Linked DNA regions of Mus musculus: all the other regions are linked to region 1. A link is a contact called in public ChIA-PET, HiChIP or PLAC-seq and promoter capture Hi-C data. All regions are on one chromosome and are shown on one strand. Each heading gives the region's core, a stretch centred on a gene start, on an enhancer-like site or on the middle of the called end of the contact. The rest is flanking DNA. Distances are from core to core; before and after follow the strand shown.

Region 1 (4,020 bases), core at 1,499-3,998:
TACAGACATGTGCTACCATACTCAATTCCAAAGTTAGTTTTGAAAAATTGACAGCTTTTAGTCAGAGTGGTTTCACAGGCTTAGTTATCTTATGCTAAGGGGAGGGTTGGAGACACAGGAAGTAATGATTATCTTTCGGATAACAGGATTGCATTTATGCAGAGTGCTCAATTAATTTTACCAGGAGGTCAATGGAAGGGAAGAAGTGATAGGTAAAAAGAAATGACACCACTATTTACCAAGTGTCTACCTTGTACCATCCAGAAATCATGTCCTGCATTTAATCCGATGATATACATTATCATCGTTTGATAATATGTGTGAACTAAAAAGATCAGAGAAGTTAATCAGCTTATTGAAAGCAACACAACTAGCAAACATCAGGGAAAACCAGTAACTCAAACTCTGACCTGTCTGGCAACCTGTTAAAGAGAAGATGACAACTGATTTCTTCAGAGGTTTGTTCAGCAGTCACAATTTATTAATGGCCCTACACTCCTTGGGCTGCTAGTTCAATTATTTTCCCAGACCAAGTGTGACTTGTTTCCTTTAAGAATTATAGCTATGCAGTGCTGGAAAGATGGCTCAGTGGTTAAGAGTGCACATTGCTCTTCAGAGGACCTGAGCTGGGTTCTCAGCACTCACGGGGGTGGCTTACAACAGCTTCTAACTCCAGCTCCAGGGGATCTGGGATCTGATACTCTTCTCCTTCTTAGGTAGGTACTGGCCAGGACCCTTCCTTTTTGTTGATTATCTTCCATAATACTGGAAGGTGCTATGTAGGTTCCTGGGGGAAGTAACACCCAGATGTGAACTCCATGAGCCACAGTAACAACTGGCTTGGCAAGTACAATAGTGCCATGAAAATTATGGAAGCAACCAACTGTTTCCTGGTTGGGCTGAAATTCTACTCTACAGGATAACTGGCCAAGATCCAGCTGCTGGGGAGCTCATAGCTCATAAGTAATTCTACTATTATTGTGTTAAATGGACATAGCATCAGACTGCCCTGAAATAGTTATCACACCAATAGATTAGTGCAACTCTCAGTGCTCTCTAGAGAAGCTCCTTTTTGCCTTGGACGCCAGATAATACAGAGTCACATCTGGTCCAAGTGCAAAGAATCAATGTCTGTGAAGTGCTCAACCATAAGTTGAATATTTATAGCATGTCACCACCACCCAAGGTTCAGGGAACACTGAGGAGGAGGAGAAGGAGGTGGTGGAAGGATTTTTAAGAGCCAGAAGTCTGGGGTGACTGGACTCTTCTGGGCATGACCACTACACTCATGCATTTACAGAAGCCATGGTTGCCTGTTAAAGATCTGTACAAGAGCAAGCAGTTGACATTCCATTGTGAACAGAGCATAGACGCCCCGCCCCTAGCTGAAGAGCTATTGGCCTTTGATGGGTGCCAGAATGAGTCAGTTTTCTTTAGAGGTGGGTCCCTGACCACGATCTAGTGGACTAGTGGACTGTCTCACATCCAGGCATATATGGGCAATACTAACTGGACTCACTGGGTTAAGAAACAATGAAAAAGAGGGCACATAGGGGGATCTGGGAGGAGTCAGAAAGGTGAGGGAGGGGGACTATGTTTAAAATATATTGTATGCATGTATGAAATTATCAAAGAAAAAATTATATATATAGATATCTGTATCTATATATCTATATAGATATCTATAGCTATATATATATGAAACTGAGCTTGGTGTTAAAAGCCTGTAAATTCATCACTTGGGAGGTGGAGGAAACAGGATCAGGAGTTCAAAGTCAACCTCAGCTCGGACTTCATGAGACCTTGCTTCCAAACACAAATCACATTTGTAAGAACCAGCTTACGCTTAACATCCTCATAATGTTGATACTGAGACAGGGTTGCTGAGAGTCCAACCCCAAATTGAGTGGCACAGTCAATCCCATGAGAGCTTTAAGTACAGAAACTGTCTCAAAAAGCCTAAGTAAACAAACAACACACTCATTCGTTTAGTGGGGCAGGGAGACAAAATGGAACGCTCAATTGCCTCAGCTGCGAACACTTGTGAACCTTGGAATTGGGTGTTGATTTCTGCATCCCTTCTTTGGATGTTGCAAGTTTTGAAAATTAGGTTTTCACAGTGACTTTACAGGCAATGAATTGGGTGTTTCGGATTCTTAAGTAAAGTCACTTAGACTGGACGTGGTGGTGCACATCTGTAAATATCTGTAATCCCACCACTTGGGGCCAGGAGTTGAAGCAGAAGGATCTCCTATGAGTTCAGAACAGCTAGAGCTACGTGTTAAAATACTGTTTCTAAACCAAAAAAAAAAAAAAAAAGAAAGAAAAAGAAAAAAGAAAAGAAAGAAAGAAAGTTAAAGCTCTGGACCAAGCTAAGTTGGTAAGGGGGAAAGCTTTTCCCATTCTAGAGAGACCATTCGTCAATGATTCTGATCAAGTGGTGGTGGTAGCTCGCAATGTAAACCAGTGGGCGTCGTCCTCACACGTCAGCTCCGCCGCCACAGCCCTGGGCCCAGATTGCTACCCCGAGAGCCCTAAGCAGGACTTTGGGCCTGCGAGGAAGTACGAATGTCCGGCAGAGCAGGAGTCCCCGGAGCGAGTGCACGGGACGGACTAACAGGGTACGTACGGGAGCCCCGGGCCAGAAACAAAACACTGGCTTTGGGGCCCGGCCCCTCCCCCGGAAGTGACGCTCGCGCTGCTTCGGCGTCGAGGAAGGGCCCCGGCAGTGCCGGGGGGGGGGGGTTTGAGAGTGGCGGAGGCCGCGGAACGACGGGAGACGGCGGCCGTAGTGAAGAACGTCGAGCGCACGCACGGCGAGTGGCAGCTTAACTATAGCCACTTCGCCGTCCCGGCCGCGTGTGCGAGGGCGGGGCTCGAGACCTGCGGCAGCGGGAGATGCGGGCGGCTGCGGGCACGCGGCTGGCTCGGCTCGGCCGCCGCTTTCTCGGGCCCCGGCGCGGGGGTCGCCACTGTTCGCCGCGCGGTCTTTGAGGTCCGAGTGTGAGGAGCGGTGGGCGACAGAGTCTCGCACCGCGTTCAAGGCCGAGGAGTCCCGTGCCCTGCCTGGTGAGCAGCACGCCCACGCCCCGTCGGGGTCTCGCACCACCGCCCCTCAGCCAGGTTTCCGCGCGGGCCGGGCGGAGGTTGCGGGCGCGGCAGGAAGTGCACCGGGCGGAGGGAGGGGCGGAGCTTGGTGGCGGGAGGGTGGGACCTGGTGGGTGGGCGGGGCCCGCTGGCGCGCTCTCCTTGGGGGAGCAGCTCGGTGGAGCTCAGGTGCTCGCCGGAGCGCCCCCTCCGCCTTGCCCGCACCTCGGTGGGTCGTGAGAAGTCCCTTGGGCGGAAGGTGGCAGCGGTTTTTTGTTGCCTGGGTGGGGCAGAGGGGAACGGTTTTAACTTGCCGGAGTGGCAGGAAGTTGGAAAGTGAAAGTGCTTTCTTGGCTCGCCCACGGGCCGGAGGTCTGCGTCTCCCCGCACTTTGATCTCGGGGCGCGCGGCCTCACGCCGCATTCTTCCCTTCCCCAAGCTCGCTGTCCATCCGGCCACAGGTTTTTCTTTCTCTACTTTTCATCAGTCCTCCTCGCTTCCTGTACAGCTGTGGCAAGCTTTTCCTCGGAAAAGCATTGGAAACATCTTTGAGGGGAGGAGTTTTAACGGGCATCGGCAAGGAAATAAGGGGGAATTTGTTGGGTGAACTCAGAAGACACGGTTGGCATTTTCTCGAGCCCTTGCAATGTGAAGGTTAGGTCATTTAAGTAAGAGTCTTTCAGTAGAATGGCTGCCGTTCTAAGGTCAGAGCTCTTCTCTCTTCCCCCCCATGCACAGAACGTGGGGCTTCTGTATTTCCGGCTAGGAGTGGTGTTTTTAAAAGAGTATGATTCAACTTTTCCTTGTAGGAACTCTTTGTTCTTTGATCTTTGGTTTTATTTTAAAATGGAAACTGCTTACGTGGAGTTTGTTACATTTTTGGGGGGGAAATATTGTCTTAACTTTTGGGACACCATTATATATTTGAGGCAG
Region 2 (3,478 bases), core at 757-3,256, 380 kb after region 1:
GTGTGTGTGTAAGGGTCCTCAATTCTCAATTCCTCCTCAGGACGGCTCAGCGGTTAACATATTGTAGTCAAGTGCAGTGCTATCGCTCTATCTGCCCCTGTTCAAAATGAATGTCATCAAAAAAGATGACACAGGAGGGTACAGACAAGGAGCCTTGGGCAGCTTTATAGACACAGAAACTACAGCCCCCTTAGCACAGCCAGCAGAGGGAGGTCGAAAGGTCACCCCCTGTTCCTCTCGGCAGCATTAAAGGGACTTACCATCTCAGTTAAAACAAAAAACATGTCACTTGGGGGAGGGAGTGACACTTCTTGGAGCCTGAGGGAATCACAAGCTTTGTGAAGAAAGCCTAGGTGTTCAACTAGTCCATCATTACACATAAGGTGGGTGGAAAGAGGTCAGGTTTGCAAAACTTCCACAAAAATTTAAAAGTCCCACAAGGAGTGAGTGGGCTCTCTTCCCCAAGGGACAACACACACACACACACACACACACACACACATAAAGCACACATGCACTCACCTGGCTTCCTGACTTTGAGCTGCTCAGACCAAAGAAGGAATGTCATTAGCTTATTCTAGTGAGCTCCTCCGGGGCCCACAGCCATTTGGACAAGGCTTTAACCTAACGGGAGGCCTTTCTGCTCCCCTATCCCAGACCCTGCACCCTTTCCGGAGAAAATTTCCAAGGCATCAATCCCCAAGGCATTTAAGTTCCTTCCGGGAGCTGACATCTCTCTCAGCCCAGTTGTGAGCTGGCCTAAGGAGCCTGAGCTGGCAGTCCCGATGGTAACTCCAGCAAAGGCGCATTATTTATCCTGGCTGCTGCTGTAATTGATACAGAGATGTATTCAATACAGCTCGCCAATAGTCTGGAAGACCTCGGGCTGGAAAATAAACAGCTCCATGTGAACGGTCCTTTCCAATTCTGGTTCTAGCTGCCGGCTCAGCATGTGTGCAACTTGAACCGAGGCCCCAATCAGCCCAGGCTCTGCCCTGCCACCTGTCAGTTCTCCACCCTGGGGGTTGGTTCAGGAGGCAGAGAGGGATCTCCAAGCACTAGCTTAACCTCTGGCTCCACCTAACGGCAAGACATCTACACCCCCCTTTCATAGATGGACAAACTGAGCTTCGTTCAGGAAGATGCTCAAAAAAAAAAAAAAAAAAAAAAATCCGCACTCGGAGGAGGCTAATTGGCATAGGAAGGTAACGGTCACCTATTTAGCTTCCCAAGCTACAATCTTCTTCTCTAGCCTTCCTACAGAAGGGAGAGTACTGTGAACTTTCTAAGTTAGCATCTTAGATCTCGCCAGCCCTTTGTCTGCAAAATAGGGTTTCACACACGTTCTTCAAACAATCTCAGATGAGTGAGTCATTAGAACGTTTGCTGAATAATGAAGAACACAGAGGACTGAGATGGAGCTGATAGACAGGAACAAATGGTGCCTAGCTTCCCCCTCCGAACCTAGCCGAACATCATTCATCCTCTCTGACCTTTGCGAGCTTCCCCATCACTTTTATTCGGTTAAGACACTTCTGCGAGGGGTGGGGGAAGCTACGTGGCGGGCTGGGCTTGCCTGGAGACGGTCTGCGCTCACCTTTAAATCAGGAGGCTTGCTTCGGGGACCCGGGTTGGGTGCCACCGCAGCGCCAGCATCTGAAGTTGGCCCGCCAGCGGAGTTAGCACTCGAGGCCTCCCCATGCCGGAGGTCCGCGCCTGGCAGAAGGCAAGCAGCGTCTTCCATCCCAGCCCCATCCTCCTCGCCCTGCTGTTGCTGCAGCTCGTCCGATTTGCACCTCTTCATGGTGTAAGTGGGTCGGCAAGGGGAATCTGTCCTTCTAGCGTGCTATCTTGGGGAGAGACCGCACCCCCCTCTTGCACTCAAAAGACCTGGGGTTTAAATTATGGACGAGGGGAGTAGGCAGATCACGAGTTCTTGAATTTAAGAAATTATCTTTTTAAAGGAGGATGAGGGAGGGGCGAAGAGGGGGAGCCTTAGGATAGTTCATTCCGACCTGGGGAGCGGAGGCAGGTCGCGGGCGAAGCCGGGCTGCAGCGGTCCTTAGGCAGTCACTGGCGCGGGAGGGGGGCCGCTCCCGACCCCCAAACTTTCTGCCTCAGGGCCCCGCAGGGCGGCGGGGAGCTGGACCACACCGCGCATCCCCGCCCGCAGGCCGGACTGCTGGGCCAGGCAGGGCACGCGGGAGCCGGCCGGGCGGGTCCCATAGGGCCGCCCTGGGCACCCGGCCCCGCCGCCGCCCGCCGCCCGCCGCCGCCCCGCATGGGCCTGCCTCCTCCCGCCCCGCGCCCCGCTCCTCGTCAGCAGCCGCGCAAGGCTGCGGCCACAGCCCGCCGCGAGCGCGGCCTACCCCGCCCGGGCCTCCGCCCGCCAGCGCCAGGGCGAGGCGAGCGCAGATGGCGCCGCCCGCCAATGGGAAGGCCGGAGGGCTGCGCAACGGCGCGCGGACACCGCTGTAGGCTTGGTTGCACCGCGCGTCCCCCGGGAGGGTCTGGAGGGCTGAGGCTGTGTTGGAGCTCAGCTCTGTGCCGGCTTTGGAGCCACCTCTCCCAGGCTAGGCCTTCACGATCACCCCGCCCATTCGCTTTGTTGGGGGACACATTAAGTGTTTATCATCACTCCCCTAACTCTGCACCTTATATTATATGCATCCCTTCAGTTAGAGACAAGCTAGTCCCTTCTAGAATAGGTGGTTTGGGTCGCAAACCCATGCCTACCTTCATAGCTACAAAAGCAAAGGAGAGGGACTGTTCTGCTACATCCCCTCTTTCTCTGTTTTAAATACACATCTCATAAGAACGCAGGCTTTATGTTTAGAAACTCAGTGCCCAAATACATGCTCACCAGAAGCAGCTTTTTAAAAGGAATGGGTATTAATGGTAGGTATTAATGATATGTACTGAAGACTGGAAAAAGAATGTTACATTTGCCCCATACTATTGCTAAGCAGTTTGGAAGATGAGAGCAGATGGAGCTACCAAAAAATGGAGAGTAGTAGTATTCTACTCTATTAATTCCTATTCGTTCTGCAAACTGTATGCCTTCTTTGGCATGGATGGGTTGCCCTTATTCAGCATCCAGTAGTTCTTAAGGCATAGACTGGACCCTGCATCATCACCATCGTAGTCATCATCATCATCACCACCACCAGGGAACCAGACAGAAATACGAATTCCTGGATACAACTAAATCAGAAGTCATGGACCCAAAGATCCATGTTTCACAAGCCCGTCGGGTAATTCTCACACAAGGTAACATCTGAGAAACACAGGCCTGGGCTACTGTAAAAGGCTGCGCCTCCCCCTGTGAGTCACAGAGCTTTCTCTGAAGGATTTTACAGTTTGCCAGTCTCTTTCACACTCACCAAACCCTTCTTGCCTCACTTCGGTCCCACTAGTCTGTGAGTTTCCTAACTCTGTTAAGCCTTTCCCCCATTCCAGTCCCTTATTTTGATGTGTA
Region 3 (3,534 bases), core at 957-3,456, 500 kb after region 1:
GAAGACGGCAGGAGGCTTGACCCACTTCAACTTCACACCAGGTTGTGTTGCTGGTGAAGAGTGCCCGTGTTTTGTTCACCTAACTGTTGGAGTCCCATCTTTGGACGTGTCATTTCCCATGTCCTGCTTGCCTTCCGTCCTCCATGCATGTCCTCGAGTGACTTGTTCTTTTCTGAAAATTTGCTACCAGCACCTAGGAAGACTGATGCATCTTCTGTTTCTTTCATTCATAACTTTCCCCTCCCAGTGCTTCCTGTAGCTCCATATTGTGTATAAAGGTTGGGCAGAGAAGCAAGTGCTCGAAAGATTTCAGACTGGCAGGAAAGGAAGGAGGAACGAAGGCCCCTATCACGCTATCTTACCATGCCCTTTGCTCAGGAGGCTGGGCTCTAGAGAATCAGGGGTTCCCTTGCATTGCATGTTTTCCAGTATTAGATCCGTTTGAATAATCATGGCTTTTGGATATGATTAGTTTTATCCATCTCCAGCTAAGAATCATCAGTAGTTTGTGTATCGCTTTACCTGTGTTGACTTCCAGAGTTAGAAACAAAGCAAGGTGTGTTTCTCCACGAGGTTCTTTTTTATGGGTGTGGGGCACTATGCAAGGACTGACATGAGAGACCTCCACCCCCAAATCAAAGCAACAGCAGCCCACTTCAAATCAAAGATGAGGTTCGTTCCTTAAATCCTTGCCTGTGGAGAACCTGTCCCCGGCAGCCATAGTTTGTCCTTTCCTGGAGCTACGCCCCATTACTGTCTTCACTCACTTCCTTTCTGTGAAAGGTTGCTTAGCTTTTACCCTTCTCTTTCTCACCTTGGCTCTCTCTGCATTTGCTGTTCTTTTAATAAAAATAGCAAATTGAATGGATTTGTACAATAAGTGTTTGAAATTTTCTGAAAATCCAAAGTCAGGAAGCCAAGTGTGCGAAGGGTTAGTGACGCCTCTGGCAATAGCTTTGGCTTGCCCTGGGCCATACTCTGTCAGCACTGAAAGGAGGTTTAAATACTATGCTAATTGTGAAATCTCTTATCAGTTGGTGGAGGCTCCTTCAGACAGCCAAACCCGTTGATTACATTGTACTGTGGTAGATGTGACAGGGACACGCTGGAAGTTTCTAGTTCTGTTGCTCCTGTGCTGCTTCCAAGTGTGAGTGAGACCAATGGTTGTGATTGGTAAGTGGCTCACGGGATGTTTTTATTTGTAGACATTACCTCCATGTCATGTCTCTGTACAGCACACTGCAGTGGTGTGCAAGCTGATGCAGGGGTTTCTGCCTTCCCTGTGTGAAGTGGCTTGATTTCCCTCCATCTGGATGCTAATGCTGTGTCCCATTTCCATTAATGAGCTACTGAGTAAATCAGCTCAAACCCTGCCAGATTGTCTCTGGCAGCAGCTCCTAATAATTATTTATGCTTTGGGAATCTTTTTGTCGGCTTCTAGAACCTTCCGTCCACTCTCAGCTTAGGTTTTTGATTTGTGTAATATATGTATATTCTTTTTCCTTGCTGTCGTCCTCCCTGCCTCTCCGTTTTGTTTCTTAAAATGTTCTGTAGTTTTGTACAAGATGAGACTTAGCCTTGGGTACTTCTTGCTAAAGCTTTAATGCTTTGTAAATAAAATTGGATGTTTATTAAACCACAAGTATACATGCTTGTTTGTAAACACTGCCTGCTTCTGGAACTCAGCAGCCATCTTTGTGTTTGTACAGTAGAAAATACGTGTGGATTTTAGATCTTTCTCTGTGGTCATTTGGATCTGGAAAGGTCAGGCAGTTTGGAGTCCTTCCGTTGTCCAAACTAGAAATAAATGATTTGAGCCAAAAGCTGATGTTAATGAAAACAGTCACATAGGGTTTTCTTATTATAAGCTTTGAAGAGGCCACAGTGCTAGGCATTCAGGGAGGTTATAGTAGTGCACCTAGAGGTTCTAGCCTTCCAAGGATCTTTGTTAGTCTAAATGTAGTTAATATTCTTCCTTGTTAATCCTGTTCTCTGATGAAGTAATTTTAACATCAATACAGAATAGTTGTTATCTCATAAAGAATAAGATATCTCAGAGACTCAAGTAGTATGGTTTCAAAGATTACCAAATCTGTCTGCTTGCTACTCTGTTCTGTCGCTAAGAACCCATCTTTAGCATCATAGCTGCTTCATAGCAACCTTCATTGATGCGAACAATGAGCTCTTCTGTGCTGCGGGGGTAAATAGAGCAGACCAGAGTCAGGCAGCACCAGTCCGCCTCACACTAGGCAGGTCCTGATTCACTTAGAACAGGACGAGCTGCCTCTGCCATAGCGTACTCACTTGCTCCTTTGGAAGGGTGTGTTGGACTAAGTCTCTAACCTGGGCTGGTCTCACATGGGTGTATAGCTGAAGCTGACCTGGAACTTGTGATCTTCGTGAGTGCTGGGAGAAGGGCTGTGCAAACTCCCAGTTTATGTGGTGATGGGGATCAAAACCGAGCTTCATGCAGGTGCAGAACGCGTGCTGCCACACTCCACTAAAGCTTTTTCTTTTCAGGAGACAGGTCTTAGAGTTAGCCCGTTTAGCCCAGGCTAGCCTTGAATTTGCCAGCAGTCCTGCCTCTTTGAGGCTGCTGTCACCATACCTTGCTTTCCATTTCTTTGAAAGTCTATACAGTGAAGGTAGTTAAACCTGGGAATGGGGCTTTCAGGTGCAGTGTTCAAAGGGACCTACCTGAAATGGACAAGGGGGGAGTCACGTGGCTCCAGCCCAGAGTTGTCTGTTTTTTTCAAGACGGTTTCTTGGTGTAACAGCGCTGGTTATCCTGGAACTCGATCTGTGGACCAGGCTGGCCTTGAATTCACAGAGATCCACCTGCCTCTGTCTCCTGAGTTCTGGGATCAAAGGTATGCGCCACCAGGCCCAGCCAAAGTTATCTTTCTAATAGAGGTGGTTTAGGAATATTCACAGTAAATTATTCAAGATATTCGAATTAACATCCTAGCCCAACCTTGCCTCACCCCTTTTGTAAGACTGGTTTTGTATCTGATCAGATTTAGTACGGGACTTTGAAACTCTCCCACAGTTTGGGAGGGAGGGAAAGAGTTAGCTTATACACCTGGGTAACATGGAAATTCACTTCAGCTTCTCAGGTCTTTTCCTTTTTTCCTTCTAAAGCCTGTGGGTTTAAGTTCATTAGGAAGCGACCAGAATTGTGCCCTGGAAGACGCCCCTGGCAGGCTTAAGCAAGCAAGCTTAGAGAGTCAAGCGACAATACTGTAAAAAGTCTTCCTGCCTGTGGCCTTACCTAAGACTATGGACCCCGCTTCTGTGCACATCTGTGCATGTGTCTGTTTTGCTGACAACTGTACATTATAATCTCTCAATGCTCAGGGCTATTCCAAGCTGGAGGCTCTGTTGTGGTACAATAGAACATTCATCTGGAATGCCTGCTAGTAAAATACTGAGTCATGAAGACTGGGGCCATCGTTTTTATCCTTAGGAGTCTGTTATCAATAACCTACCTGCCTTTGGTGTTGATGACACTGGACATCCCTGAGGAGCTACAAA
Region 4 (3,688 bases), core at 31-2,530, 470 kb after region 1:
GTTGATCTTTAGGGCTAGGCTTATAGGTAGGCTCTGTAGGTAAGGCTTAGGTTCAATCACCAGTACCAGAAGAGCTGAAAGCAAACAAACCAAACCCAAACCCAAACCCAAACCCAAACCCAAACCAAAGCAAACCAGCACAGCAGCAGCAGCTGCAACAACAAAAATCCCAACCCGTCTAATGTTATTTCCTTCTTCTCTCTCACTCCAGGACTCACTAGGGAGCCCAGGCTCCTTCCTGAGTGCTGAGATTACATATATGAGCTATAAGACTGGGTAGGAATTTTTATTTTTTAAACATTAACTTGATCATATTATTCCTTCCTTGAAAATTTTACAAAATGCATGTTCCATTAGAAAAAAACATGGCCAGGGACACCAACAGTCTGCCTACAGAAAATAAACCCATATACACGTGAAAAGTTCATCATTATTACTTCATAAGTGAAACAATGTATTTTTTTTTCTGTTTCACTAAGCCAGTGGGTACAGCCAAAGAGACCTGATAATAAATCACTGTGAGAAGTGCAGAAATATTTCTACAAATTATTTCTGGTTCTATAGTATTTGGATAGCATTTCGGAAATATTGGACACGAAAGGGAGTGAAAATTGTCCAATATCTCTGAGCCTCAATTACTGTTTTTGGGTTAAATGGCTACATGAAAGACATATTTAGGAGATAGTAACTGGTAAATAATGGCTTATACTTGCTGTCACCTGATTTTTTTATGCACTTTATATGCTTAACTCATTTAATCCTCGTAATTCTCTAAGTAGTATTATTATCACTGTCATTTTACGCACAAGGAAAGGGTTAAATACCCATAACGGTGAAGTCAGTTAGGAGGACCTCTAGATTACTGTCATTATAGCTACACAGGGGTGACTTGCCCACCACATTGGATAAACACTTCCCACCCCACGCCCATTATTTACCATTAGCTGGTCTTCTCTGATTGCTCTGTGTACATCAAGTCTGACAGAACTGTGGGACACTCAGTCCATCTCTCTTGACAATGTTCCTGTGCCCTAATCGATGTTGTGTACACAGTAATACCGCAGGAAAGGGCCTAACAAATACTATCGTGCCGTTTTATGTGATGCATAGCATAGTTTTAGAGACGTGAAATAATCTTCACGAAACTAAGTCAGACACATAGTAATTATAGTACTCATAGTAAGGTGAGCCAAGCCAGCACGCGCTCTGACCACGCCAAAGAGCTCCAACACTCTTGCACTAGGGGCCGACCTTTCCCGCTTTCCTGCGGTAGAAAGAATCGCCCGGAACCTTTCTTGCGGAGTCTCAGGCAGCCGCCGGGACAACCCAAGGAACACACGGCATTGTGAGTATTAGTGGGTTAGTGATATGCCTGAAATTTCTTGCTCACTTACGTGGTCCCGGAGAGAAAAGCTTTACATTCTTGTACTTTTTGGAGTTCCGACTGACTATGACATTTTTTTCTCCCTCGATAATATTATAGTTGTTTGATTACAAGAGCGTTTAATATTTTTTTTAATTAGGGAGAAATGTGGACAGCTACGTAAAACGAACAAGGAAGGCGGGGGAGGAAAGCGGAAGCCGCGGGGCCTTCTAAGTCCGAAAGTCTCCGGAGCTTGCGCCAGGCTCTTCGCGGCGCCCCCCACTTAGACGCGGGGCTTCTGAGCGGGTGGGGGAGAAGGAACTGTTGCCGGTGCGGAGACCAGGCGGCCAGCGTCTGCAGGGATGAACCTCGAGTTGCTGGGTGAGGAGGGCTTGCCTGCGACTTAGCAAACCCTTCGGTATTGGGAAGGAGGGAACCTGGGCGGGAGGGACCGCAGGCTGCAACCTTAGGGACACTCTTCGGAGATGGTTCATTGAGTGCTCGTGAGGTGGAGTTGCAGCAGCAGGAGTAAGACCAGCTTCTGTCCGAAGAGAATGCATTACTTTTCTGAAACCGCTTTCAGATCAGTTGTGGAGTCATTGAGGCACTTTTTGTCCGAGCTGTGATTTCGAAGATCGCAGGTGCTGAAGTAACAAATCAGACAGGACCAGAGTTTTGGAGATGCAGTCAGAGGAAGAGTGACCTAGGGTGGGTCAATTTTGAAGACCTGTCAGGGGATCCGGTGCCTAGATGGGATTACTCTTGCTGGAAAGGTGTTACTTAACCAGATTTTATTTTAAAAATAAAAAATAAAAAAAAGGTTAAGGGAATAGGTAAGGGTGTTGTAATTCGGCACTAAGTGGCGTAGTTGGCATTTGGAATCCAGTCATCTTGACTGCCCGTTTAAGGTCCTTAACCGTAGGGAGGTGTAGATCCCCGGAAATGTGAACTACACAAGCAGTTGTTTTATTCTCGAGACAGGGTTTCTCTGTATAGCCCTGGCTTCCCTGGAACTCATTTTGTAGACAAGGCTGGCCTCGAACTCAGAAATCCACCTGCCTCTGCCTCCCAAGTGCTGGGATTAAAGGCGTGCGCCACCACCGCCCAGCCAGTCAGTACTCTTAGCCGCTGAGCCATCTCTCCAGCCCACTTACAAAGATAATTTTTAAAGTGTTCTTTGTCTTTATAGCGGCTTTATTGGAGCATGGGTGCATGCTTGTGGATATAATACTGACGAAGTATGAAAGTATGTGAAAGGTGTATCTAAAATAAAAGACACCAATGAGAAAATTTTTAATTTGTTATTTTATGTGTGTGGGTGCTTTGTCTGTATGTATGACTGTGCACCAGTGATGTATGTGCCTGGTGCCCACAGGAGCCAGGAGAGTCAGATTCCCTGAAACTGGAGTTACAAATGGTTTTGAGCTACAATATGGGTGCTGGGAATCATACCTGGGACCTTTGGAAGAGCAGCCAGTGCTCTTAACCACTGAACCATCTCTGCTGCCCCTCAGTGAGATAATTTTTCTGCTATGCCAAAATGTGGATATTGTAATAAAGAGGATAACCAAGAGTTTAAGTTGATGATGTTTATTTTGTGGAGACTCATGGATGCCAGGTTGGACAGTTTACTTTTTAAGGAAGATAGGGCAGATACACCAACAGCTCAGATGGAGCACTGATTTATAAAGTTTTTCGGAGAGTTATAATGCATAGATGAATGTTGAGACAATATAAAACCAGTCTGGAAGGCCACAATGTATGAGTGATACACGGAATGTGTGAATTGGGACATAGAAAGAAAAAACATTGGGGAGGCAGTATTTGAGTGTAGTGGTGATAAGAAAATGAACTACAAAATAATGGTGCTTGACTAATAAGATGCAAGGAATTGTGAAAGGTAGCTTGGATCTGTTGGATGTAGACTGAGAGCTTGGGAGACAAGTCTTGACTTATGATCACCATTTGTTTCTGCTTATTGAAACCCTGGGACTGGGTGTGAATAGGTGGAAGGGAAAAGATGAAAGGGGCCAAATATTGTCAGGGACAAGATCTTTAGTTATTTACCTGGAGGGAAAAGGATGATCAAGTAATTATAAGTTAACTAATATATGCAGTGCTTCTATGAGCTAGTCACATTTTCAGGTACCTTCCATATATTTCCCTAAGTATAGCAGCTAGGGGAGGATACAGGTTAGCAGTTCCTTCCATAGACACCAGTTGAGTGTCAAGACAGCACTTGAGTCTGAAAACTGAGAAAAGCCTGCTCCCTTTAATTTCTGGGCAGTTTGCACTCCTTAGCGGCCTAAGGTGAAGGTGATTTTA
Region 5 (3,614 bases), core at 485-2,984, 370 kb before region 1:
CCTGGGCTAGAAAGTTTAAGGTTGGGGATAGGGTATGCCAGGTAGGATTTGAGGAATGCTGGGAGAACCTGGGGGCCAGGTCTGCTTTGGTAAAATATGTACCTTGGCTGTTTGTTCCAGAGTAAGAAATCAAACACTGTAAAGGAAGCACTATTGGATCAGAGAGGAGCTACAAGCCATCTCTTCTCTCCAGACTGGCCTTGAACTCATAATCCTCCTCCTCCTGTCTTCCAAAGACTGGAACAGTTGTTTCCAACTGTGATGACAAGAGGAGGCACTTGCCTTTGTTACCTTGGCCTGTTCCAGGTAAGAGGGTTCTAGGCACACAGGCATGCTAACAGGCCATAGAGTCCTTTCTCCTTCAGTGAGCATCTGAAATCACTGGTAAGAAATGGGCCTCATCATGTCACCCAGGATAAAAAATTAAAATAAAATAAAATAAAATAAAATAAAATAAAGGTGGGGAGGGGGCAGAACCTGAGTAGACACAGTGTGACCAGGACAATTCACAAAGCAGATTTCAAAAGTCCTGTGTGGCCTGAGATCTTGTCCAGTCTGACTTATGTCCCCAGTACCTAGTCAGTGCCTGGGATGTAACGGGTCCTCAGTAAATGCCCTGTGAGTGAGTGAAGGGCAGGACTGTCACCTGGGATGCTGTCACTGGGGTGCTGTCACCTTTCTTTCCTCAGGGTGGCTGCAGAGGTGCTCCTAGAGGATTTGGAGCAGAGCAGAGGTACTTGGGCATGCCTTCTCAGCTCCGTGTGATGAAACACTTCACCACTTCTGAAGCTTGAACATCTTTCTGGCCAGGCAGTGGTGGCACACGCCTTTAATCCCAGCACTTGGGAGGCAGAGGCAGGCAGATTTCTGAGTTTGAGGCCAGCCTGGTCTACAAAGTGAGTTTCAGGACAGCCAGGGCTATACAGAGAAGCCCTGTCTTGGAAAACAACAACAACAACAATAACAAAACAAAACAAAACAAAACAAAACAAAACCGGCTGGCGAGATGGCTCGGTGGATAAGAGCACTGACTGCTCTTCCAAAGGTCCTGAGTTCAAATCCCAGCAACCACATGGTGGCTCACAACCATCCGTAATGAGATTTGACGCCCTCTTCTGGTGTGTCTGAAGACAGCTACAGTGTACTTACATATAATAAATAAATAAATCTTTTAAAAAAAAAAACCAAGAACATCTTTCTGGTTGTTACCCGCAAAATTTCATTTCTCCAAATAAATCTCCTGTGTCTCTTGAAGTTGATTATGGAGCCCATTTATTGACTGAAGTTGTCTTAAAGAAGGCTTTGACATGTTCAATTCATGTGGTAGCTCATTTACAAACAGTCAATGGTTGCTTTGATATTTGGAGTTCGAAGAACATCTGGCTGTGAGCATTGTGGTCTCCACTGTGACCTTGGCACCTGGCCACAGCTGGCTCAACAAAAAACAATCTTGTGTTTATGGAAATAATGTCCTCTACTGCCTCTGCACATCCTTTATTTATTTTATTTTTATGGAGACAAGGTCTCATGTACCACAGGCTAGCCTCGAGTCAGTATGTAGCTGAGGCTGGCCCCAAATTCCTGATATGTCTGTATCCACCTCTCACACAGGGGAATTAGAGACATGCACCACCATGCCTACCTTCCTTTACTTGACTTTAAAGTCTGTTTCCTGTTTATTTGAAAGAGCAGGCACACTTCCTGTAAGTGCCAAAAAACTGTATGCCCGTCTCACAACTTCATTTGTTCCTCAGAACTGCAGATGCCCTGTGTGACTCCAGAAGCGGTTAGAAAGATCAGGCGTGGTTATCTCCATTTGCAGCTGAGGTGGCCAAGAGATAAGAGTTGCTTAAAGTCGGAGTTAGCAAACAACAAAACGGGGTTTCCACACAGAGCTCAGCTTCGGAGCCCAACCCATCCACTTACTACAAGAAAACGAAATTCTTGACATTTTGGGTTATATCCGGTAACTTCAAAGGTAAGTGGTTTATAATCTTGTTACAAATTTTTCTGGGAAATGACAATCTCATGCTTTAGTTAACAAAAATCCATTTATTATGATAATTTCCTCACAGGTAAAAGTGAGCACCTCCTAAGAAGGCTGCCATTTGCTTGGTTTGTAAGATTGATTTTCCTACGGGGAGCTTTGCGTAGGACTTTGAAGTTTTTGTTTTATTTGCTTGGTTGATTTTTTGAGACATGGTCTCACTAGGTAGGTCAAGCTGCCCTCCACTCTTTATTTAGATGGTTTTAAAATCCCTACTACTATTTGTGTACTGATGAAATCGGAGGTTTTGCAATAGAAGTCATATTGTCTGAACGGTGCCTTTCAGTTCCTGATTTAACTCTCTCTCTCTCTCTCTCTCTCTCTCTCTCTCTCTCTGTGTGTGTGTGTGTGTGTGTGTGTGTAAGACTTTTATTATGGCATGACTTACTGTCATTAATGTTTATATAATGTTCTACATCTGCATGTTATTTCTAAATTAGAGTGTACTGTACATGAGCTGCTAATTGCATTATAGCTGTTAATAATGCGTTGCTAAAGGAAATTTCTTCAGGACAAAGATAACTGCTGATCCAGGTGTGGAGCTACACACCTTTGATTCCAGCACTTGGGAGGCAGAGGCAGGTGGATCTCTGTGAGTTCAAGACCACCCTGGTCTACATATCGAGTTCCAGGCTCGTCAGAACACAGTGAGGCACTCTCTTAAAAACAAAACAAAACAAAACAAAACAAAAAAACCTACTGGCAAAAATTTCATAGCATATTACTCATTTCTGTTATAAACTCGAGAGGGAACTGGAAGGAGGGCTCCATGGTGAACACTGGCTGCTCTTCTAGAGAACTTGAGTTGAATTCCCAGCACATATATGGCAGCTCAAACCATCTGTAACTCAAGTTCCAGGGGACCCAAGACCCTCTTCTAGCCTCCCTGAATACCAGGCACATGCATGGTACACAGACACACATGCAGGCAAGACACCAATGCACATAAAAACAAAATCATTTTAAAATTAAAAATAAATTCTAATATAAACTCTTATATATGTACATTAATTATATATAATATCTTAATTATATATTATATACACATATTATACATTATATATTATATGTGCACTAGTATATACATTGTATATAATATACAATATATTCTATTTATTTATATATAATATATTTTTACATTATATACTCTATATATATATATATATATATATATATATATAAGATTTATGTTGTTTCTTTCAAGAAACATAAGGAAAAAATGTTAGACTCAAAACAGAAAATGAAAAATCTGTCTGGGGAAAGAAGTGAAATAAAACTATTTGAATTATTGACTAAATGAAGGGAACAAGATAGACTGTGCAAAGAAAGTATTGAATCTGGTAGCTGCTGACATGGGTATGTCCTAGAAACAGGAGCAGAAAGTGAATTCACTTGTGGGTCTCATTCTCAACAATCACTGAGACTTTCAACAAAAGCTAGACTGTCCTCGGCCACTTTGTGGAAATACCCGTCCTGCGAGTGCCCTTGGTGAAGTTCCCTCAAGGAAGAAGTCTTTGCTCTATGAATAATACAGGTTAAAAGTCTGGGAAATAGAATAAGCAATTAA
Region 6 (3,847 bases), core at 907-3,406, 480 kb before region 1:
GCCGGGGGTGGGGAAGTGGGGGGCGGCGGCGGCTGGCTTAAGTACTAAAGCCCTAACCACAACCGCAGCATTAACCAGGAGAACTGCAGCGCCCGGAGGCTGGCCTGGGGTCTGACATCAACGACACAGGCTGGGAGTGGAAGTCCTTCCGCACAACATGGTGTAGGGGATGCGGGGGTGTGGACGCGCCCAGCTGTGTCCCTAGGAGGGAGTGGGTTTGTCTTGGGGTGCCAGAGGAGGGCTAGGCGTTCTTCGCGGGATTGTGTGTGTGTGTGTGTGTGTGTGTGTGTGTGTGTGTGTTACCAGCTCAAAGATTCTGCAAATCAAATCCCAAAAGGGTGCCGCTGCAGCGCAGAGTGGGTCGGAAGTCTTTGCTCCGGTTCACTAGCCTGTAAATGCAAGAAAAGGGGGGAGGGGGCGATCAGTCGGAGGGAAGATCCTAATCGCAACAGGGGTGGGGTCGGGGATGACACTCCAAGTCCAGCTTTGGCCCATTCATCTTGGCCTAACAACGCCCGCTCCGCCCGAAGACCCGGCGTGGCGATCAATGTAGGGAGGAAAAATGTTCCCTCCAGGTTTTAAGGCAGAAAGAGAACACTTTGGAGCAGCCGGCAGCGCGTGCTCCGGGCGGAGACTGCGGCGGGAAAGCTGAGCTGCGGGTGGGGACTGCGGCACCTCGGCGCTTTCCCAACCCTGCTAGCCCAAGAGGGGTCCTCCCGCCTAGCCCGCGACGCGGCCCCTGACCTCCGGCTGGGGCACCTCCCAGACATCTACAGGATCCATACCAGAGGGGACAACCAGATGGGCACAACTTTTCTTCCCCTGCCACCCCTCCTCCCAGTTGTTTTGTTTTTGGTAACTAGCTTCTCCTGGCAGCAAAACCGGGGAGGGGGGTGAGGGGGGTGGAGGGGGGACGCTGCAGGAAGGGCCCGCTCCGCACGGGACATCCAGGAAAACAATGTGGTCGGCAGAAGCAGGAAACGAGCTAGAGGCGAGGGTCTAAACCGGGAAAACCCGGAGATGGGAGGCGGCAGGCGGCGGTAGCCTTCCCCAAGCCAGGTATGAGAGTGACTCTAAATGGCACCCCCCCCCCAGTATTTTTTTTGTCCCCCAAGCCTAGGGATCACAAATACCGCACCCAATCCCAGTCGGGTGGGAGGCATCAGTGAGAGTCGCTCCGGGAGGCGCGAGAGGCGGCGGCAAGGAGGCTGAGGGAAGAGCTCCAATGCTGCGGCGGGCCCCTGCCTCCTAGGCCGCCCTGTCCCCGCCGGCGCACAAGCGGCTCCAGGCAGTGTCGCCTACTCCCGGCGGCTGGAGGAAGGGCCGCGCGCAGGAAGAGCGAGCAGAGGCCGCGCGGTGCGGGAGGACAGGAAGCAGGAGGCGGGCGTGAGGTGGGGTCCTGAGGCAGGAGAGAGCCCGGGCCAGCTCGAGCCGCCCAAGCTTGGACGACCAGAGAGGGCGCCGAGAGGACGGCTTTGGGGGCGAGGCAGTGAGGGAAACCGCGGTGGACCGCTGCAACGTGAAGTGTAGGATGTTGGCAACTTTCGGGACCCGCATGAGGTTTGGGTATCAGAGTGGGTGGAGAAGCCCTGGGAGACAGACTGGAGGGCTGGACGGAGAAAGCACCCTGCAAGCCGTGAGGAACACCCCATCTTTCCGGGTCCTGGGCTGGCAGCCAAGGCTAGGAGACCAGGGACGAGACCAGCGGACCGTTACGGCGAGGCCCCTAGGTGGACCCGGCCAACCGTGTGCAAAGGGGCTGCGGGAGGGCGGTGTCGCCGCGTGAGGACCGTCCTCGGCAGTGCAGGGATGGGCGGAGAGATGAACAGTCCCGAGAAGTATTATGGGCTGCACTGGGGGATTTGGAGGGCCGGGGAGGGCGGTATGAGGACCGCGGGCGGCGACACGGCTAAGGCGGCGCCGAAAGCAGCAGCATCCGCAACGCGTCCACCCGCCCAGTCCCGGTTTGTTCAGTCAGAGCAGCAGCAGCCGGGCGTACGGGGAGGGAAGGGGAGAAGGAGCCTTTACCTGGCTCTGCCGCGACCGGTCCCAGGCCCAAGGTTCCGCTTCCCACTTAGCGTTCTCCTCCCCGCCACCCTCTTCTACGCAGTTCGGCCCCCCAGTTCCCTAAGGAGACTCCGCCAACTCCGCAAGACCCCGCCGGGAAGCTGAACCCACCCCTTTGCCAATCACCGCCCGCCTAATAGCGACTGACGGGGACTATAGCCAATAGGAACAACTGATCCATAGACGCCAGGAGTAGAGGCGGGGCTGACGAAACTTAGAGGTGTGGCGAACACTAGCTGCCTAGGCGCAGTCCTAGAGTGAGCTCCTCCCCGGCCTGTGGAAGCCTAAAGTAAAGCTGATGGGCGGGATAAAATGGAAGCGACAGCCAAACACAAACTCTCAAGAGAAGACGGGACCAATCGGACCGGGAAAGGGAGGAGGGAAGTTCAGCCAATAAATAGTAGAGAACGGCCTGGACCTTAGTGTATCCACCAATAAGAAACTCGGGGTGTGTCTTCCAAGTTCACAGGGGGGAGGGTTTAAGCCGAGCAGATGCTGGCCAATGATCTTAGGGGCTGAGCTAATATTAACCAATCAGAGAGCCGATCTGATATCGGCACCGTTACTGGGGCGTGGCCTCTGAGCTCACGTCAGGAGAAGGCCCTTGGCCTTCCAATGTGGGTCTGGGGCAAATTCTAGTCCTCCCAATCCCTGCTCGGCGCAGGCAATTCAAACTGACAGCGGGTTAGAAAAAGCAGAGAAAGCGGAAGAAAGAGCAAAACCCGGCGTGTTCGCTGACTGACTGCAGCGCGAACTGAGCCTATTCCGAGGCTTCTCCCCTCCACCTCGCTACACCGCTGCTCACTTCGGAGCGACCGCTGTGGAAGAGACCTTACGGGTTACGGGCCGCAAGTGCGAGAGCTCGGCCGGGAGAGGACGCCGAGAGCCGTGGTGCAAGGGAGAAAGCCCACGGGCGAGCTCCGAGAAGAGGGAGCGGGACGGGGCCAGAGCCCGCGTGGAAAGGGCTGAGGGGCGTTGAATCCTACGAAGAAGCCGCGTGGAGCTGAGCAAGAATTGGAGCGCTCTGCGGGCGGAGCTCGCGCTGGGAGTGGTCAGAGAGGCGAGGCTTTAAAGGGAAGAAGCCCGCTGGGAACTGGGAAATCGCCCAATTCCGGAGCCGGGGTCGGAGCTGAAGAGTAGAAGATTCTTGAAGACCAGAGAAAGTTAAACCTGTTGCGGAAGTTTCCCTTCAACTCCACTTGTCTCTCCCCACCTTGAACTCCATTTCCCTTCCCTCCCCAAGTCAAAAGGAAGTAAAATTTGCTCTTCCTACTCAATAAATACTAAGTTTCCCTTTCCACCAGGAAAATAGGACTCTCTTCCCAGTTTTAGAGCGTAGAGAACGAGAGGCCTTCCGTCTTGATTGTTAGCCTGAGGAAATCAAAGTTTCCCCTTTCAAAATTCTGCACCTCTTTCAACGTGGGACGCTATGTCTACCAACAACTGTACTTTCAAAGACCGATGCGTATCCATCCTGTGTTGCAAATTCTGTAAACAAGTTCTCAGCTCTAGGGGAATGAAGGCTGTTTTGCTGGCTGATACTGACATAGACCTTTTCTCTACAGACATCCCTCCTACCAAGTAAGTCTGACGGGTGGCCCTTTAGCTGGACAGTGGATGGCATGGGTCCCTGGGAGTCAAGGTTATCATTTGGTGTTCTAGCCACTCCCACCAGTCTGATGATTCCCTTGGAGTTTATCTAAGTGGGCAGACTGTCTGGACAAAGCCTGTGGTTTGCCCAGCGTGGTCAGTACTGAGGTCACTCTTCCAGGCCCTTAGA
Region 7 (3,519 bases), core at 925-3,424, 410 kb after region 1:
GATGTTTATGTTATGGTGTGACAGTCGGTATGGCTGTAACATAGTGTGTGTATGCTGTTCACTTATGTTTAAAGTACAAGTAGTTTTTTCAATGGCAGCTGCACCCTGAAGGGAACTAGGTGACTAGGAGACAGGAATAGAAAAACTAAGGGAGATTTAGTCTTCCTCATACCATTTGTACCTTCTGACATGTCTTCCTCTTCTTCTTCCTCATTCTCCTCCCCCTCTCCCCTTTCTCCTGCCCCAGAGGTCGTAACTCTGTAGCTAAGTCTGGCCTGGCCTGGAACTTGATATGGAATTCAGGCAGATTTTGAACCTCACCATCCTCCTGTGTCAAACACTAACTTAATTTTTTTTAAGATTTAGTTTTATTCTGTATATAGCTGTTTTGCCTATGTGTCTGTACACCATGTGTGCAGTGCCCACAAAGACCAGAAAAGGGCATCATGTCTCTTGTTTTTGGCTACCATATGGGTGATGGGAATTGAACCTGGGACACCCAGGAAGAATAGTCAGAACTATTTGTTTATTTATTTAATGTATCTGAGGGCACTGTCGCTCTCTTCAGACACACCAGAAGGGGGCATTGGATCCCATTACAGATGGATGTGAGCCACCATCTGGTTGCTGGGAATTGAACTCAGGACCTCTGGAAGAGCAGTCAGTGCTCTTAACTGCTGAGCCATCTCCCCAGCCCCCAGTCAGAGTTCTTAAGCATTGAGCCATCTCTCCAGCCTTCTCCCAATTATTTCTAAAATATAAAGTACTAATAAAGACTAGTTTTGTGATGTCGAAATGAGGTCTAGTTATGTAGCTTAGGGTGGCCATACCCTTGGGATTACCCTTCCTTGGGCTCCTGAGCGATGGGATTACAATTGTGTCTTCCCATGTGTATCTCATGCAGATAGATTCTTCCTCCAACCTAAGGTTTCTCTCCACTGATCCCCTAACTAGAAATCTTTGTGATGACTCATCCTGCATTGCTTTGTTAGAATAGAGACAGGGTCTCACTATGTATGTAGCCTTGTCCATTCTGGAACACACTCTGTTGATCAGGCTGGCTTTGAACTCACAGAGACCTTCACGCCTCTGCTTCCAGAGTACTGAGTCTAAAGGCATACACCACCACACCCAGCCCATGTTCTATTTTTAAATAGTGCTCTTACACTATCAACCTTTTTTTTTTTTTTAATTTCCATTTGTGTTCTCACTTCTGTTTTACCAAGCCTTTTGGAAAGCAAGGGGAATACAACTTTGCAAAGAAGAGAAATGGCCAGAATGTGCAAAGGGAGGCGTAAATGGGAAGGAACACAGGGCTCCTTTTTTGCAGCTAGCCTACCTTAAAGTGCAGGCTCATTTGAATGCGTGATCTTTTAAAAAGTGCAACAAGTTACAGGTTAAAGCCTTCACATTTCACATTGAGCCCAAGTTACTCAAAGTTCAATCAGGTGAAGAGGTGACTGGTGTCAAGTTCTGTCCCGTTTGTGGCTTGTGTGTCATGGAGTCCGTGACAGTCTGCGTCGATGGAAGTCTGGCACACTGACAGAAGCCTTGTTAAGATAATCAGTTTAGAAGGCTACTAACTTCAACTTCCCCTTACCCCTGCCGACTGTACAAGAAATCAACTGTCCTTTCTCTTAGGTCTCACCCACCCTTTCACACCCCTACCCCCTTTCCACATCTAGAGCAGGAAAAAAAAAAAAGAAAGAAAGAAAGAAAGAAAGAAAGAAAAGAAAAGAAAAAGTAGACTGTAACACAAACAGTAGAGTTTTCACTATTCTCCGGGTATTTTCAACCAATTCTCTATTATCTGTTGTAACCATTTGGGGTAACCACAGACATATTTTGTCCTCGGCCTTATTTCCTTCTACTTATTAAAATCTTTCTTTCTCCTAGATTTGAGGTACCCCATTTCTGCCGGGGTTCATACTCTGCGGGTTCTGCCTTTCCTTAGGAATTCGTGTACAGTGCAAGAACACCTTTTAAACGAGAAGAGTGTAAGCACAGGGATCAGTAGGGTCCACCCGCTAGCTTGCTTCCCTGTGGGCGTTGTGGCATTCCACCCAGCCCAGACTACAAGTCCCAGGAGCCCGCGCAGCGACGGTGCCTCTGTGAGCTCGTCCCTGGCTCCGCTGGGGAGCGGAGTAAGGTTCTGGCCGGAGCCAGGCGCTCTGGCTGCTCAGCCGCGGCAGTGACGGAGGCTGGAGGCCGCGCGGAGCGCCGGCAGGGGCGTCGGGAGGCGGATTCCGCCTTCTCTGAGCGCTAGGGGGCGGGAGGAGGGGGCCGGGCCAGCGGCTCAGCCAGCCGCGAAGACAGCTGGCTGAGCGATGGAGGCCGACGGGCAGTCATGGGCCGGCGAGTCCGTGTCGGGCCCGGGTCCCGGAGGCGGCGGAATGATCCGCGAGCTGTGCCGGGGCTTCAGCCGCTACCGCCGCTACCTGGGACGGCTGCGGCAGAACCTGCGAGAGACCCAGAAGTTCTTCCGCGACATCAAGTGCTCCCACAGCCACAGTTGTCCCTCCTCCCCCGCGGGCGGCGGAGCGGCCGAGCTTGGCCCTGCCGGCGACGTCGCCGAAGCCCCGCTGCCGGCGGGTAAGGACAGGCCCGATGGAGAGAGGAAAATCGGAGGGTGGCATCTCCGTCAGCAAAACAACTCCAGGAGGAGGCGGCCAGTAGGAGAGGGCCGCGGGGCGGCGCGAGGCCTGGGCCTCGGGGATCTTAGATGAGGTGGGAGGATACCCTGGGGAGAGGTGGCAAGGGCTCGAGACCGGGAGGCAGAATTCGAAAAGGCTAAGCGGAGAGGTGAGAAAGTTGCTTTGAATTGGGGTGCTTGGTATGGGGACCGAGTCCCCGGTTAGGTGTTAGGTTGGGTGTTTCTGAAGTCTCTGGGCGCCTTCGGACTGCACTGGTATGTGAGTGTGTGAGCGCGCGGGGTTTGGGTGTGTAAAGTGCTTGCAATCCAGTCAAGAGGCAGCCCTGCGAAGATGTCCTCTAAATAGGATTTGGAGTTGCCAAAGAAAAGGATATTTAATGGGTGTTAGAAATTAATTGGTCAGAGATGTTACTTATGGTGAAGGAGTTAAGAAATGTTTTGTTGTTGTTTTTGTTGTTGTTATTGTTGTTGTTGGGAGTGGAGTGGAGTGGGGCGGCCCTGAGCCCTTGAAAAACTTGCCCTTCTTGACTTGATTCCCCCCTCTCCTCCAACCCCTCGGGATGTATCAGAGGCCTCAGATCACTTTAAATACTGCAAGATCTTTGATCCTCCTTGAACTGCAATTGGTGGGGAACTAGAGGGTTTAACTTTTACCACCTTCTCCTTAGGAAGTTGATGAGAGAAGCCACTGACTTTCCATGTGGGTAGGTAGACGGGGCACAACCTAACAGCAGGTATGTCCTTGGTTTGCCTTTAGTGATTCTCGAGCTGCAGTGTAGATTAAAATAACCTCAGGAGTGTATTAAAAATGCCATGTCTCAGGTTGTGTCTTATGGATTCTGGCTGTGTAACCATGGTGGGGGGGT

Evidence for each region. Promoter capture Hi-C pulls out the DNA fragments that hold promoters and counts their contacts. ChIA-PET counts read pairs in DNA pulled down with a chosen protein or histone mark. HiChIP or PLAC-seq counts read pairs in DNA pulled down with a chosen protein or histone mark.
Region 2: a promoter capture Hi-C map of fetal liver shows a contact between it and region 1, with 2.9 times the contacts expected there. The contact joins the promoter of Tmcc2 here to the promoter of Elk4 in region 1. A contact is called at or near these places in 6 of 39 promoter capture datasets (cranial neural crest, embryonic stem cells, erythroid cells and 3 more), 1 of 15 datasets of contacts at CTCF or cohesin (the NIH/3T3 cell line), 1 of 484 Hi-C or Micro-C datasets (differentiating embryonic stem cells), 3 of 115 datasets of contacts at active chromatin or transcription factors (embryonic stem cells and epiblast stem cells) and 4 of 9 other capture datasets (adipose tissue, embryonic stem cells, liver and 1 more).
Region 3: a contact with region 1 is called in a promoter capture Hi-C map of embryonic stem cells, with 2.2 times the contacts expected there. The contact joins the promoter of Tmem81 here to the promoter of Elk4 in region 1. A contact is called at or near these places in 4 of 39 promoter capture datasets (embryonic stem cells, hippocampal neurons, neutrophils and 1 more), 1 of 115 datasets of contacts at active chromatin or transcription factors (extraembryonic endoderm stem cells) and 2 of 9 other capture datasets (embryonic stem cells and pancreatic islet).
Region 4: a contact with region 1 is called in an RNA polymerase II ChIA-PET map of memory CD8 T cells, with 46 read pairs. The contact joins the promoter of 6030442K20Rik here to the promoter of Elk4 in region 1. A contact is called at or near these places in 13 of 39 promoter capture datasets (the 3T3-L1 cell line, the C10 cell line, the HPC-7 cell line and 9 more), 9 of 484 Hi-C or Micro-C datasets (CD4 T cells, CD8 T cells, embryonic stem cells and 3 more), 5 of 115 datasets of contacts at active chromatin or transcription factors (effector CD8 T cells, embryonic stem cells, extraembryonic endoderm stem cells and 1 more) and 3 of 9 other capture datasets (adipose tissue, liver and pancreatic islet).
Region 5: an RNA polymerase II ChIA-PET map of memory CD8 T cells shows a contact between it and region 1, with 29 read pairs. The contact joins the promoter of Ctse here to the promoter of Elk4 in region 1. A contact is called at or near these places in 2 of 39 promoter capture datasets (the C10 cell line and erythroid cells), 1 of 484 Hi-C or Micro-C datasets (liver) and 2 of 115 datasets of contacts at active chromatin or transcription factors (the 230-238 cell line and memory CD8 T cells).
Region 6: a contact with region 1 is called in a FOXA1 HiChIP or PLAC-seq map of pancreatic cancer cells. The contact joins the promoter of Srgap2 here to the promoter of Elk4 in region 1. A contact is called at or near these places in 2 of 39 promoter capture datasets (erythroid cells and pre-B cells), 5 of 484 Hi-C or Micro-C datasets (CD4 T cells, embryonic stem cells, muscle stem cells and 1 more), 3 of 115 datasets of contacts at active chromatin or transcription factors (the SCID.adh cell line, memory CD8 T cells and pancreatic cancer cells) and 1 of 9 other capture datasets (adipose tissue).
Region 7: a FOXA1 HiChIP or PLAC-seq map of pancreatic cancer cells shows a contact between it and region 1. The contact joins the promoter of Dstyk here to the promoter of Elk4 in region 1. A contact is called at or near these places in 1 of 39 promoter capture datasets (cranial neural crest), 1 of 15 datasets of contacts at CTCF or cohesin (the NIH/3T3 cell line), 3 of 484 Hi-C or Micro-C datasets (liver and uterus), 5 of 115 datasets of contacts at active chromatin or transcription factors (astrocytes, embryonic stem cells, memory CD8 T cells and 2 more) and 1 of 9 other capture datasets (adipose tissue).

What each region holds. Positions count from the first base shown.
Region 1 is chr1:132,004,872-132,008,891 of GRCm38.p6, forward strand. Elk4 (ELK4, member of ETS oncogene family) reads left to right here and starts at 2,749. Exons shown (of 5, transcript NM_007923.3): 1 at 2,749-3,069.
Region 2 is chr1:132,389,380-132,392,857 of GRCm38.p6, forward strand. It overlaps Tmcc2 (transmembrane and coiled-coil domains 2), which reads right to left and starts at 2,007. Exons shown (of 5, transcript NM_178874.3): 1 at 1,598-2,007. The coding sequence starts at 1,804.
Region 3 is chr1:132,504,024-132,507,557 of GRCm38.p6, forward strand. Tmem81 (transmembrane protein 81) reads left to right here and starts at 2,207. Exons shown (of 2, transcript NM_029025.3): 1 at 2,207-2,473; 2 at 3,142-3,534. The coding sequence starts at 3,435. It overlaps Rbbp5 (retinoblastoma binding protein 5, histone lysine methyltransferase complex subunit), which reads left to right. Exons shown (of 14, transcript NM_172517.2): 14 at 1-1,642.
Region 4 is chr1:132,475,784-132,479,471 of GRCm38.p6, forward strand. It overlaps 6030442K20Rik (RIKEN cDNA 6030442K20 gene), which reads right to left and starts at 1,281. Exons shown (of 2, transcript NR_165177.1): 1 at 939-1,281. It overlaps Rbbp5 (retinoblastoma binding protein 5, histone lysine methyltransferase complex subunit), which reads left to right and starts at 1,584. Exons shown (of 14, transcript NM_172517.2): 1 at 1,584-1,744. The coding sequence starts at 1,726.
Region 5 is chr1:131,636,580-131,640,193 of GRCm38.p6, forward strand. Ctse (cathepsin E) reads left to right here and starts at 1,735. Exons shown (of 10, transcript NM_007799.3): 1 at 1,735-1,978.
Region 6 is chr1:131,525,205-131,529,051 of GRCm38.p6, forward strand. Srgap2 (SLIT-ROBO Rho GTPase activating protein 2) reads right to left here and starts at 2,157. Exons shown (of 23, transcript NM_001081011.2): 1 at 2,029-2,157; 2 at 1-389. Fam72a (family with sequence similarity 72, member A) reads left to right here and starts at 2,699. Exons shown (of 4, transcript NM_175382.4): 1 at 2,699-3,648. The coding sequence starts at 3,497.
Region 7 is chr1:132,415,279-132,418,797 of GRCm38.p6, forward strand. Dstyk (dual serine/threonine and tyrosine protein kinase) reads left to right here and starts at 2,175. Exons shown (of 13, transcript NM_172516.4): 1 at 2,175-2,592. The coding sequence starts at 2,328.